Linked DNA regions of Zea mays: region 2 is linked to region 1. The links are chromatin contacts, called in public Hi-C maps. All regions are on one chromosome and are shown on one strand. Each heading gives the region's core, a stretch centred on a gene start, on an enhancer-like site or on the middle of the called end of the contact. The rest is flanking DNA. Distances are from core to core; before and after follow the strand shown. Region 1 holds the start of LOC107305671 (proline-rich family protein). Region 2 holds the start of LOC100285176.

What was found. A called contact is a pair of places that touch in the nucleus more often than the background predicts.
Region 2: a Hi-C map of endosperm shows a contact between it and region 1, with 2.4 times the contacts expected there. The contact joins the promoter of LOC100285176 here to the promoter of LOC107305671 in region 1. A contact is called at or near these places in 5 of 25 Hi-C or Micro-C datasets (endosperm, leaf, seedling and 2 more).

What each region holds. Positions count from the first base shown.
Region 1 is chr5:176,840,924-176,846,578 of Zm-B73-REFERENCE-NAM-5.0, reverse strand. It overlaps LOC107305671 (proline-rich family protein), which reads left to right and starts at 2,055. Exons shown (of 3, transcript NM_001320761.1): 1 at 2,055-2,373; 2 at 2,539-2,673; 3 at 2,809-3,275. The coding sequence starts at 2,149. The coding sequence ends at 3,144. It overlaps LOC100284123, which reads left to right and starts at 4,751. Exons shown (of 11, transcript NM_001371976.1): 1 at 4,751-4,838; 2 at 4,982-5,359. The coding sequence starts at 4,986.
Region 2 is chr5:177,117,479-177,123,133 of Zm-B73-REFERENCE-NAM-5.0, reverse strand. LOC100285176 reads right to left here and starts at 2,985. Exons shown (of 10, transcript NM_001158070.2): 1 at 2,840-2,985; 2 at 1,942-2,105. The coding sequence starts at 2,076. LOC100277072 reads left to right here and starts at 3,114. Exons shown (of 5, transcript NM_001150739.2): 1 at 3,114-3,397; 2 at 4,280-4,349; 3 at 4,481-4,674; 4 at 4,767-4,939; 5 at 5,397-5,652. The coding sequence starts at 3,164. The coding sequence ends at 5,466.

The DNA of each region.
Region 1 (5,655 bases), core at 806-3,305:
CCCGAAGTCCTCGTGCAGACCGCGGGAGCGGCCAGGAGGCCACCGTCGCGACCTTGTTCGCGTCCATGGTGACCCCGCCCTCCGAGATGACATGGCCAAGGTAGGCCACCGACGTGGCGCCGAAGGAGCACTTGGAGCGCTTCAGATGAAGGTGGTGCGCTCGCAGTGACTCGAGGACGATGCTCACATGCTGGAGGTGCTCCACCCACGATGTGCTGTATAAATCAGAATATCGTTGAAGAAATCCCAAGGTGTCTTACAAGTATCTATAAGAAAGCTAGCTATCTAGATAAGTATGAACTAAGCTATCTAGATAAGTATGAACTATGGGCCTTGGGCCCTATCATGAGGCCCTGTTGTGCCTAGTATAGGCCTGGCCGTACATAACAATTGGTTTTGCCTTTGCAACCCATATCGTGGTTCATTAGAGAAGGCTTTCGTGACCTATGATATCTTGGTAATCAGTGTATTTGTTTGCTTTGAGGAATCACTCAATCCTAGATGAGGTGGTGCATCATATAATTAAATTCACTCAATCCTAGATGAGGTGGCACATCATATAATTAAATTCCTCAAGTTCGGTGGAATGACTCCATTTCTCGTACTGGTACTGTAATTGTTAGGTTGTGATGAATGATGATGCATCAATCAATTTCATTTCACAAATCAACAAAAAAAGACTAATGAGTAGGCAATGAGCTAACTCTTTGTTCAAACCAAACACCCTTATTAGTTCTTCAGTTCAGAAAGCTCTTAATTTTCTCTTGATACCTGAAGAATCCAACCTTGTACTGTTATTTGTTCAGTTTTATTTTCTGGTCAAATTTTCGCCACTGCTGATTCTGCAGCTGTATTGTTTCATACACGGCTTGATGCTAACCTTCCAGACTCATTTCACAACAGCAATGTTCATGCTTACATGCCCAAAGTCTTAGTGAATGTCGTAGCGTTAGCAATTTTTTTTTAAAAAAAGTTCCATTGAATGACTAATTCTTCTCCTGTTGCATGCTACAGTAATGCCCTAGAGAAACGATCAAAAGATATCGCAAACAGGATGTTACTTGAAGAGGGTGTACTGCGGCGTTCCACACGTGTCCGGGCTCAGCCAAAGGACATGGCATTCCTCAAGTACGTCAACAAGTGGAAGGATAACTGAGGTGGCGGTCTGCCAGCGGTGGTGGTGGTCTGCCAGCGGTGGGAGGATAACTTGAGCCACTGGGTGACAGGGTTTGCAGTAGATGTGTTTGGTTTGAGGTTAAAGTGGGATGGGACGGGGGCGACACCGTCCTCTCAATTTTTTAATTTTTTGGGATCACGCCGCTACAAAAAAACTACTCTGGTGTTTACCTCGTCCCTACGTGACTCCCATTTAACCACTGGAGTAACTGTGACCGTCCCATTTCATCCTTTCGTATACTTGGTTAGGTCGTCACAGTGGTTCGCCATACTCGTCGCATTAGCTAATGAAAACTGTACTAGAACCTAGTTTTCTTCCCTTTGCTACTGAAATGAACACTGGTTCACAAATGAAAAGCTTTTGCTACTGAAGTGAACTGTGCCACTCTTTTTCCACCTTTGCGTTCCATGTGTTTAACACTGGTTCACAAATGAAAAGCCTTTGCTACTGAACTGAGCTGTGCCAGGCTTCTTTACCTTTTTAGAACAGTCACCACTCTTTACATGTAACGATGTAAACGTGATGAGGCAAGACACTTCGATTTTCAAGGGTGGGCGTGGGCCGCGGGCCAATGTTGCTGTTACCGTGCTCTTTCGTTGAGTAAAGCAGCTGCCGACGATGACTGCTCGGAGAGTTTCAGTTCTGCTACGATTTTCAGGCAATGCCAAGGCCCGAAAGGTCGCCGCTTGGTTTGCTGGACGGGCCACGCCCACGCCCAAGGCCCTCCGCCGTCCGCCGTTCTCTTCGGTCGGCAGCCTGCGCGGCAACGTGTACGTGCTGGCGACCACAGACCCAAGCACCGGAAAGATATTTCTTTCTGCTCACGGCTAACGGCTTATACGCACACAAAAGAGAGGGTCTGGTGTGTGGATGATTCCAGTCCTCCTCCTGTTCTTTGTTTCCCGTCCCATCGTGTGTGAGCGCGTCTGCTGGTCTGCCAAGAGGAGGAAAGGAAGGAGGAGCAAGTAGAGATGGCTTGCCCTGCGCAGTCCATGCTCTCCGCCAGCGGCTGCATCTTCCTGAGGAGCAAGCCTCAGGCGGCATCCCAAGTGCGAGGGGGCATCATCGGCGGTGGCCGCAGCAGCAGGCCGTTCCTGCTCACCTGCAACGCTTCCTCTTCTCCGTCCCCTTCCTCGCCGGCGCCGGCGCAGGAAGACCCCGACTGCAACGAGGAGGAGTGCGCCCCGGAGAAGGAGGTACCGCTCTCCTCCTCTTCCCTTCGCCAGCTGTCTTGGAACTCTGCGTGCCTCGTTGCGGCAGCAGTAGTAGATAGATGCTTACGCCGGCACAGCAGAGAGCGGAATTGAAGCAGCAACGAGAACGAGATGCCATTGCCATTTCTGTGGTGCGCATGCATGCAGGTCGGGAGCCTGAGCGCCGAGTGGCTGGCCGAGGAGAGGACCCAGGTCGTCGGCACTTTCCCTCCCAAGAAGAAAGGGTGGACCGGCTTAGTGGAGAAGGACACCGCCGGCCAGACCAACATCTACTCCGTCGAGGTAACCCTTCGATACAAATCTAATTCTGCGGCCACTTCACTCACTGTGGTGTAACCTCAATCTTTCTGTTCCTGGATACAAGATAGCTTTATTATACGATACATCACCTCCTGCCATGCCAACTGATTTGCACAGCCGATGGTGTACGTGGCCGAGAGTGCCATCAGCTCCGGCACGGCGGGTACGTCGGCGGAGGGCGCCGAGAACACGGCCGCCATCGCCGCGGGGCTCGTCCTCATCACCGTAGCCGCGGCCTCGTCCATCCTCATCCAGGTGAACAAGAGCCAGGTGCCGCAGGTGCCGGAAGCCGCCTACAGCGGCCCGCCGCTCAGCTATTACGTCACCAAGTTCCAGCCGGCGGTGGCTGCGCCGGCGCAGACCCTCGAGGCCCCCGCCCCCGACGAGGCACAAGACGGCGCCGCCGCCACCGTCGAGGCTCCGGAGGTACCGGCACCGCAGCTGTCGTCGTGAGCTGATTCGGTTTTGTGGCATGCAGCTTTATACTACGGATGAGCCAGTAGCGCATGATGATGGAAGATATGAATCCATGATACAAGCATTTCGGAATTGTATTAAAGTTTGTATATACACATGCATTCAGCTCGCGCATTCTGTATGCTTATTTGAATTCAGACATCACGGCACTCCCACAAACCATTCAGTTGTAACAAGGTGAACATACCATTTTCACGCGTAGTATTTGAACATAATTTTTATTTTTTTGGGGCTCACTCGTACTACATGAAACGAATTCAAACAACGACAAAAATTGGAGCGAAGTGGTTACGTTCACCGTACTCCAGAATTAAACAGTAACTTAATAAAGACCCTAGTCAATATCTCTCTCCTTCATGGCGTGATGCGAGACAAGCATGCTGCAAACAAGAGAAAAAAAATAACCAACCAATGTTATAAAATAAAATAATAAATATTTACAAAACAAAGTAATTGTCATTAAATTAGTTATAAAATATACTTTCTATATTAAATCTAGTTAGAAATAGAAATGTTATTACTATTTATTTTAAATCTGGAGTTTGACCGACATATATCCCTATTTATAATCTTTTCGGGAGGAAGGGAGTAAGGCGATGTTTAGATCCGAGTGGCAAATAATTTATCGGCTAATTCTAGCACCTTGGTATCTAAACTGGCTAATAAATTGATTAATTGTTAGCAAGTTATAGCACCTTGGTATCTAAACTGGCTAATAAATTAATTAATTGTTAGCAAGAGGACTGACAAACTATTTGTCCATTAGTCATGACCTTGCTAATAGATCATGTAAATAGAAAAGATATCTATTAGTCAAGATTCCAAACATACTCTGACTAATTATTGCTAGTTAATTATTTATCGGCTAATTATTAGCTACTGGCAAACAATTAAACGCGAGGATCTAAACGGGGCTAAGACACATCACTCACCAATCACCATTTCCGGTTCATCACCGACCTGCCCATTCGTTCTAGAACAACTTTACTCGATTTTTTCGGACCGGAGAATTGAGATAATTAGAAATTCATGTAATGAGAATCAGGATCAATGTATATCCGTCTAAAACTTTAACCCGAAAATTTGGGTACCTAAAAATTCGAACCCAGGTTCATCGATTACCGGATTGTAGTATTATACAACAAAGAAACATAAAATTGAAGTAAACGTTACATGTAATAAAATAATATGGTTTTTCAGCAAGTTGTTAGTCTGCTTTTATAGTCGCACTATACTACTCACAAGTCTCACACATATTATTAAATCAGCATACATATTTATATTAATTTGTTCCAAATAATAGATTTATATTTAATATCGAGACATTTCGAGTAATTTAGTATCAGGTTGTATTACTCAAGCTATCCAAAATTAATTTACATTATTATAATTGCTGTCCGAAATTCTGATTGAGTATTTTGGTTTGGGTACTTAGGTTCGGTTAATTCAGGTTTTGAGTTTAGGTTTTAGGGTATTTTGCCCACCACAAGGCCTCAATTTACTAAACCCCAAGAAAACATGCAAATCACACTCCAGTTGCTTGCCTGGTCTCTCCAACTCACCCTTTTTCACCTTCGGCAGTCTGGCTCCATCCGTCTCCTGCACTGACCTTTTCCTCCACGTTTCCGGCAACTGCAAGCAACCACTGATCCAGCCCGTTCTGTGTCCCGGTAAGCTCAGCTCCCATACAATCGTCGTTCCCGCAATTTTCTTAACGAACGGGTTTGGTCGGGATCGGAGTTTGCTTTCACCCAATTCGGTGATTTTTCCGCTTCGTTTTAATATACTGTTTTCCCTTCTCGGGAGTGGATAGGCGAATGGTGACGAACCAGGACGCGGATGCGGCAGCGCCAGGGGCAGGGGCAACGGTAGATCCGATGCGGCTAGCATCGCGGTGGCGATCCCGGCCAGAGTGGAACTGCGCGTCGGCGGAGCTGGAGGCTGAGCCGTCCGAGCTCAACACCGTCAACAGCTCGGGACTCTTCTCCGTCGTCTCTACCGACAAGTTATCGGTAAAATACCTCGGCAGCCATCACCACGGCCACGACGTCGGTGTCGTGCAGGCCGACCGTCCCGCGCCGACGCGCCGAGCCGTGTACTACTTCGAGATGGGCGTCAGGAATGCTGGATACAAGGGGCAGACATCCATTGGGTTCACGAGCGAGAGCTTCAAGATGAGGCGACAACCGGGGTGAGGACCCTTGCCTTGCCTTGCTGCCCTGTTTTTCTGATTATTAGTTTGGGTTTATGTTTTCTGCTGGGTCATTTATCATCAAGGTTTGTGATGTATTTTTCGGATAATTGCGTCGATTGTATAAATCTGTGTACAAATTGTTCCGGAAACATACAAATTTGTGACCATGATTGGTTATTTGTCACTTAAGTCTATTTCATGATATTGATAATTTGCCTTCTATGAGAATGTAGCTAAATTTCTAATTATAAGCTTAAAGAGTCTGTCCTGGCAGACTGACTACTGATTTATGG
Region 2 (5,655 bases), core at 1,736-4,235, 280 kb before region 1:
TTTTTTAAGTGTGAGTGTGAGTTGTAATGCACACCCCCTCCCGGGGTGTATCATCTTTTCGGGGAAGACTTCTTTTTCTTCTTAATGAAATGACATACAGCTCTCCGGCGTGCTTCGAGAAAAAATAACAAGTTCAAACATATAAATAAATATACAAATGATACAGAATTATGTGTAAAATTCCTATAAGTTCCTTCCATGGTAAAAAGGGGGCAGACCCAGTGTCGGAGGCTTCCACATGAGTGGGGTGGGGAAGGGATAAACCGAGGCACAAGGTTTTAAAGTAGTCCGACTAATCACAATTAGTCACGATTAGTCGGCCTTATCGCTAGAGGGAGCTCGATTAGGGTCTCCGACTCGAGTAGAGCGATTAGGAAGCGATTAGTCGTCCTAGTCGCCGACTAATCACGATTAGTCGTCTGACTAGGTATAATGGTCGACTAGTTATGCCTGTTTTGGGCCACTAATCTGGTCTCTGTTACATGGGCTGACCCACCATCTGTATAGCATAAACAATGTTTTTCCCTACTTGTACCAATACGGTACACCCATTACGCATCGCATAGTCGCGCTCGCGTATGCGCCCTTCTCCAGCGTCGCCGCCCCTTCTCCATCACCACCGCCCTGCTATGCTCTGGCGGCCCTCTGCTCGAGCGTCAGCTGCGCCCCCTCCATTGAGTGGCAGCTGCAGTCTGCAGAGGCCCCCCTCCAGCGCGCGCCTGCCCTCCTATGTTCAACCCCGACTAGGAGTCGACTAGGCTCGACTAATCGCGATTAGTCACCTTATCGGTGGTCAGGCGACTAGAGTCGACTAGCCGACTTTAAAACCTTATCGAGGCAAGCCTTCTCCTGCAAATGCGGAGAGGCTGCTTCGAACCCGCGATCTGGTGAGACAATTCTCGCCACTGCACCAAGCCTGTCCTTCCTTTCACAGTACAACTGATAAATATAGGAATAAGAAGGAATATGATAAAGAAAAAAATAAATGTTACGGGTCGAAATTTCACAAGCACACATGAACAAGTAGGCTACTATTCCTTCACTAAGCCAAGAGTTCTATTGCACAATGTATGTGCCAAGCTGATGGTGACAACCAAAACACTAACATGTACTCCTTTATTTCTTTATGTAAGGCGTATTATGATTAGAAAGTTTTTTCTTCATTTTATAGGCATGTATGGTTTCAAGGGAATCTTTAACCACTTTCTTCCTATTTTACCCTTGCTTCTTTAGTGCCCGTGTAATGATGCATGCCTGCCAATTCATTGCCTCGTCACCAACAGCTTGTATCTCCACTTCCTATACCCACCATGAGAAAGAGGATGGGGAATTCAAAAGGCTTCAGCCAATAAATGGATAGCATAAAACTGGTTTATTTTCTCCATGAATGCACAAAGTGACAGAGCGGTGGAAGATTAGGGCTAATGCAGCCTTTTCTTGTTTGCCAACCCCTTAAATTTGAATCTCCTCAATATGTGCGCTTAAGCTAAAAAGGCTAACAAAAAGGAACTGAGGGAGTCATATAATGATGATCTGTAGGGGTAGCTTGATTGCCTTTCCCCTGCCACTCGCCCTCGCCTTGCTGAGGAAGGTGGTGACTCAAATCAGCTCTTTAGAGCGAGCAAGAAAATTCCTCGTTTTCATAAATAAGAAGGTAGCTGGTGACAACGTGAAAGAACCAAACACCGTCCACTAACTTCTTACTCTGTTAGACGAGGTGAGGGTGAGCAAGGGATCAAAAGCATGTAATTCCATTAGCGTAACTTTACATGTTATTGTCCCATATTACACTAACATCAACAACAAATTCTTTAGTCCTTGTTAGTTAAGGAAGGCTGGACATGGAACTCAGTTAACATGTAAATTACTTATTTTTCCATCAGACACAGATGATGTAAATAAAAGAAAAGGGTAAATGGGGAAAACAAATGAAGTCACCACCTTGGGAGGAAGGATGGCATCAAGGTCAGCATCAGAAGCCTGTGGAAACCTTCCCTTGGCAGTTCTTCTTAGCTTCTTTTTGTCTGCCCCAGACAAGCGCTGTATGGTTTTCACATCAACAGGTTTCTTGAACATGGCTGATCAGACCCCAGGAACAAGCTGAGCTGCATATAAATGAGTTAATTATGACAACTCAATCACAAGGAAGACCATGAGGTACAGAACTGCAATTGAAAACTGAGAAACAAAATATAAATGATGAAACAATCAGCCAGCATGAAATTCATCTTTAGGAGATCAGCAAAATGTCGAAGGTGAGATTAACAAAATGTCAAAGGTGAGATGAGAAAAATGCCATTGCAGGCTCCTATTATCACACTCAACCTAATTATTGATTTTTAAAAGAAAAGCTGTGAGGGAACCTAATTATTGATTTCTATCAATAAATCTGCTAAAGCCCCAAACTACAGAATACTTAGTAGTTAGCGCCTACATGACACAATTCGTCCAATTGTAATTACACGAATTACTTCACGAACCCGATCGTTCCATATCCTCCTTTTAGACAAGAATGTCCAGCTCGTTAAAAATGAAAAGGATTCCTTTCAATCAGGCCGCGCATAAATTAGGAGCAAAATTGCTAAGCCCTTACAGGGGGGAACAACCCTACTTTCTCTCTGATAGTAACATGTTTTTCGAGCACAAGAACCCAACAAGTGATAAGAGACAGCAACGCATCACAGGCCAATCCGAGGACTACGAGTACAACAAGCCTAACGATCGAGTAAGAAAGGACATAGTTCTCCACCGTATCCGGGAGGGCTAACGAGCCGAGGGATCACAAATTATGGACTAGCCAACCAAGGATGGGGTTAGCGCTAGAGATAGGGTTACTTACCCCGCCGACGGTGAGGTCGGAGGCGGCGGGAGGGATCGGGCAGGTTCTCCACACACTTTCGGACGCTGCTCCAGAAGACGGCGCTGTGTGCACAGGTGGGTGGGTACGTGTGCGTGTCCCTGCGAGGAGAGTCGAGACCGTGAGGTCGATGGGCCGGGACCCTCCTCTCAGGCTTTACTATGGGCCCATCTTCCCTTTTAATCAAGGCTTTACTCCATGGGCCGATTTCACAAGAAACATTGAGAACAACGAGCTGCCCTCTCTGCCTGCAGCCACACGCACTGGAATCATCGTGCGGCGCAGCGAGCGAGAGGAGTGGAGAGGATGACGGCGCCCAAGCCTGGCGGGGGAGCGGCGGCCGCGGCGAGGGCGGCGGCGGCGGGGCCCAGGACGGTGCTCATCACGGGGGTCAGCAGGGGGCTGGGCCGGGCCCTGGCGCTCGAGCTCGCGCGTCGCGGGCACTCGGTGGTCGGCTGCGGCCGCTCCGCCGAGCACCTCCGCTCCCTTGAGGAAGAGATCACGTCGCCATCGCGCCACTTCTTCACCGTCGCCGACGTTGTAAGGTTCCGGTGCTCGTTCAAGTACTAATAGGAATTTTGCTTCGCAGTTGCTGCGCTGCTTTTCTAGTTATTTCCATTTTCAGTGCTCACTTTCGTTTGGGTTTCCCAACCGCTGCACTTGGTTGAACTTTATGCTTTCAAAGCCCACTGCTAGTGTATTGATGAACGAAATCTCAATTACTCCCACTAGGCTGTAGGTTAGTGCTGCTGTATATGCATCCTATGCTCAGAACCTTGGATGGGTATTTTACAGATTGGTAGACTTTGTTGTTTGACTGGTAGCTTGATCACCTGAGTGTCCATGCGTCTTGAACTCATAAGTTAATGCTGGTAACTGTGTATGATAATACTTGATGTTCAAGGAAATCTTTATGCTTACATTTTTGCAGTGTTATGCATACAGTAGCCATTGGGGGTTAATTATCGTCTCCGACTACAGTTTATGCATGAGTTGCTGGAGCATTCTCCACATTGAAGAACTGGTTTCCACCTTAGGCTTTGTTTGAGTACTCTAGTATTGACCCTAATCCACGTGTGTTGAGGTGGATTGGGGTGTAAATTAGTTTAAGTTCCACCCCAATCCACCTCAATACATGTGGATTGAGCTCAATACTAGGGTACCCAAAGTAGGCCTTACTAGGGATGTGGAGAGGGGTATTGTAGTCTAGAGTTCCCACCAAACGTTTTTAAAATTTGACCATAGATGCATAAAGATAGTACATTGATGACATAAGGTTGTTGCTAAGTGTTGGACAATAGTGAGATGATAATAGAATTACATTTTATCAGTGACATGTTTAAATAATCTGACTGTTGTTTTTTTAAATTGTTTGCTATGTGAAAACATTTTCTCAAGCATTGTTTTATGCTTCTGCTGCAGAGGTCTGACAGCAGTGTGGCCGAGCTGGCAAAGACTGTTGTAGAAAAGAAGCAAGTTCCAGATATTATAGGTTGGTTATGCTTTGTGTCTGCATGCAGTTGAGCCATGAAGTTTATTATGGAATCACATATTTGTATGCTCATTCTGAGTATATGAGAAAAGAAGATTTCCTGGATTCTAACCGTTGAGGTATTCTGGCAGTAAACAACGCTGGTACGATAAACAAGAATAACAAGACATGGAATGTTCCAGCGGAAGATTTTGATATGGTGGTCGATACAAATATCAAGGGAACAGCAAATGTGCTTCGCCATTTTGTACCACTTATGATAGAGAAGAGACATGGGATTATAATCAATCTATCCTCTGGTTGGGGAAGATCTGCTGCTGCAGAGGTCATACAGAAAACCATCAAATGCATTATAGTTGTTTCTTTCTGATGAATCAAAATCCTCAATGCATACTAAATTGCACATTGTCATTTCAGGTTGCTCCATATTGTGCTTCGAAGTGGGCGATTGAGGGCTTGACACGCTCGTTAGCTAAAGAGCTACCTCCTGGATTGGCAGCCATTGCTCTTAGCCCTGGTGTTGTGAATACTGACATGCTTAATTCATGCTTTGGAAGCTCTGCCGCATTATATCAAACAACTGAAACATGGTAAACTTCATTGCCTTGTGTTTGTTTGACCTATTTACCTTATGTTGTTTTACTGCACATATAGATTATAAACACAGCATCCAGCTATGGCGCTATTAACTGTTCATTGACTCAGCTGGAAATAAAATCTAAACCGACGGACACTCAGGGATGGGACACTATGATTACATAACTGATGCTAACACTTTAGCATGGTCAATTAACACATAAATCACCTTACTGAATCATCCTCCCAAGATAGTTCTGACCAGGATGATTTCATTGCTATAAGCATTAGGCGTTTACTAATTAATGGGCATATAATGCATAGGGTTGTGACATACTTTGCTATGGCAAAGCATTAGCTTTGTGTGGCAAACAATCAGTATTATGTTGTTTAGACATCGAATACGATGAACATTTGGCGCTATGATCAGTTACCTGATTAATGGGTGGATGTTGCTGTTTTTTTTTTCAGGGCACCCAAGGCAGCTACAATGATACTAAGCCTTTCACTGGACGATAACGGTGCTTCCTTGACTGTATGAAGTCGTGAAATTCTGTGCTCAACTGATTGCTGATGGGTTCTCTTCATCTCTTGTAGCCTGATGTGTAGATTTTTGCGAGATTATGGTGATGTAAAATAGTAGTGATAATGCGTGTCTGCACTCTGATGTCCCTAGCTGCTGTCTGAACGTTGTTGTTTAGCATTACCTCTATGGCCTATTCATATATAC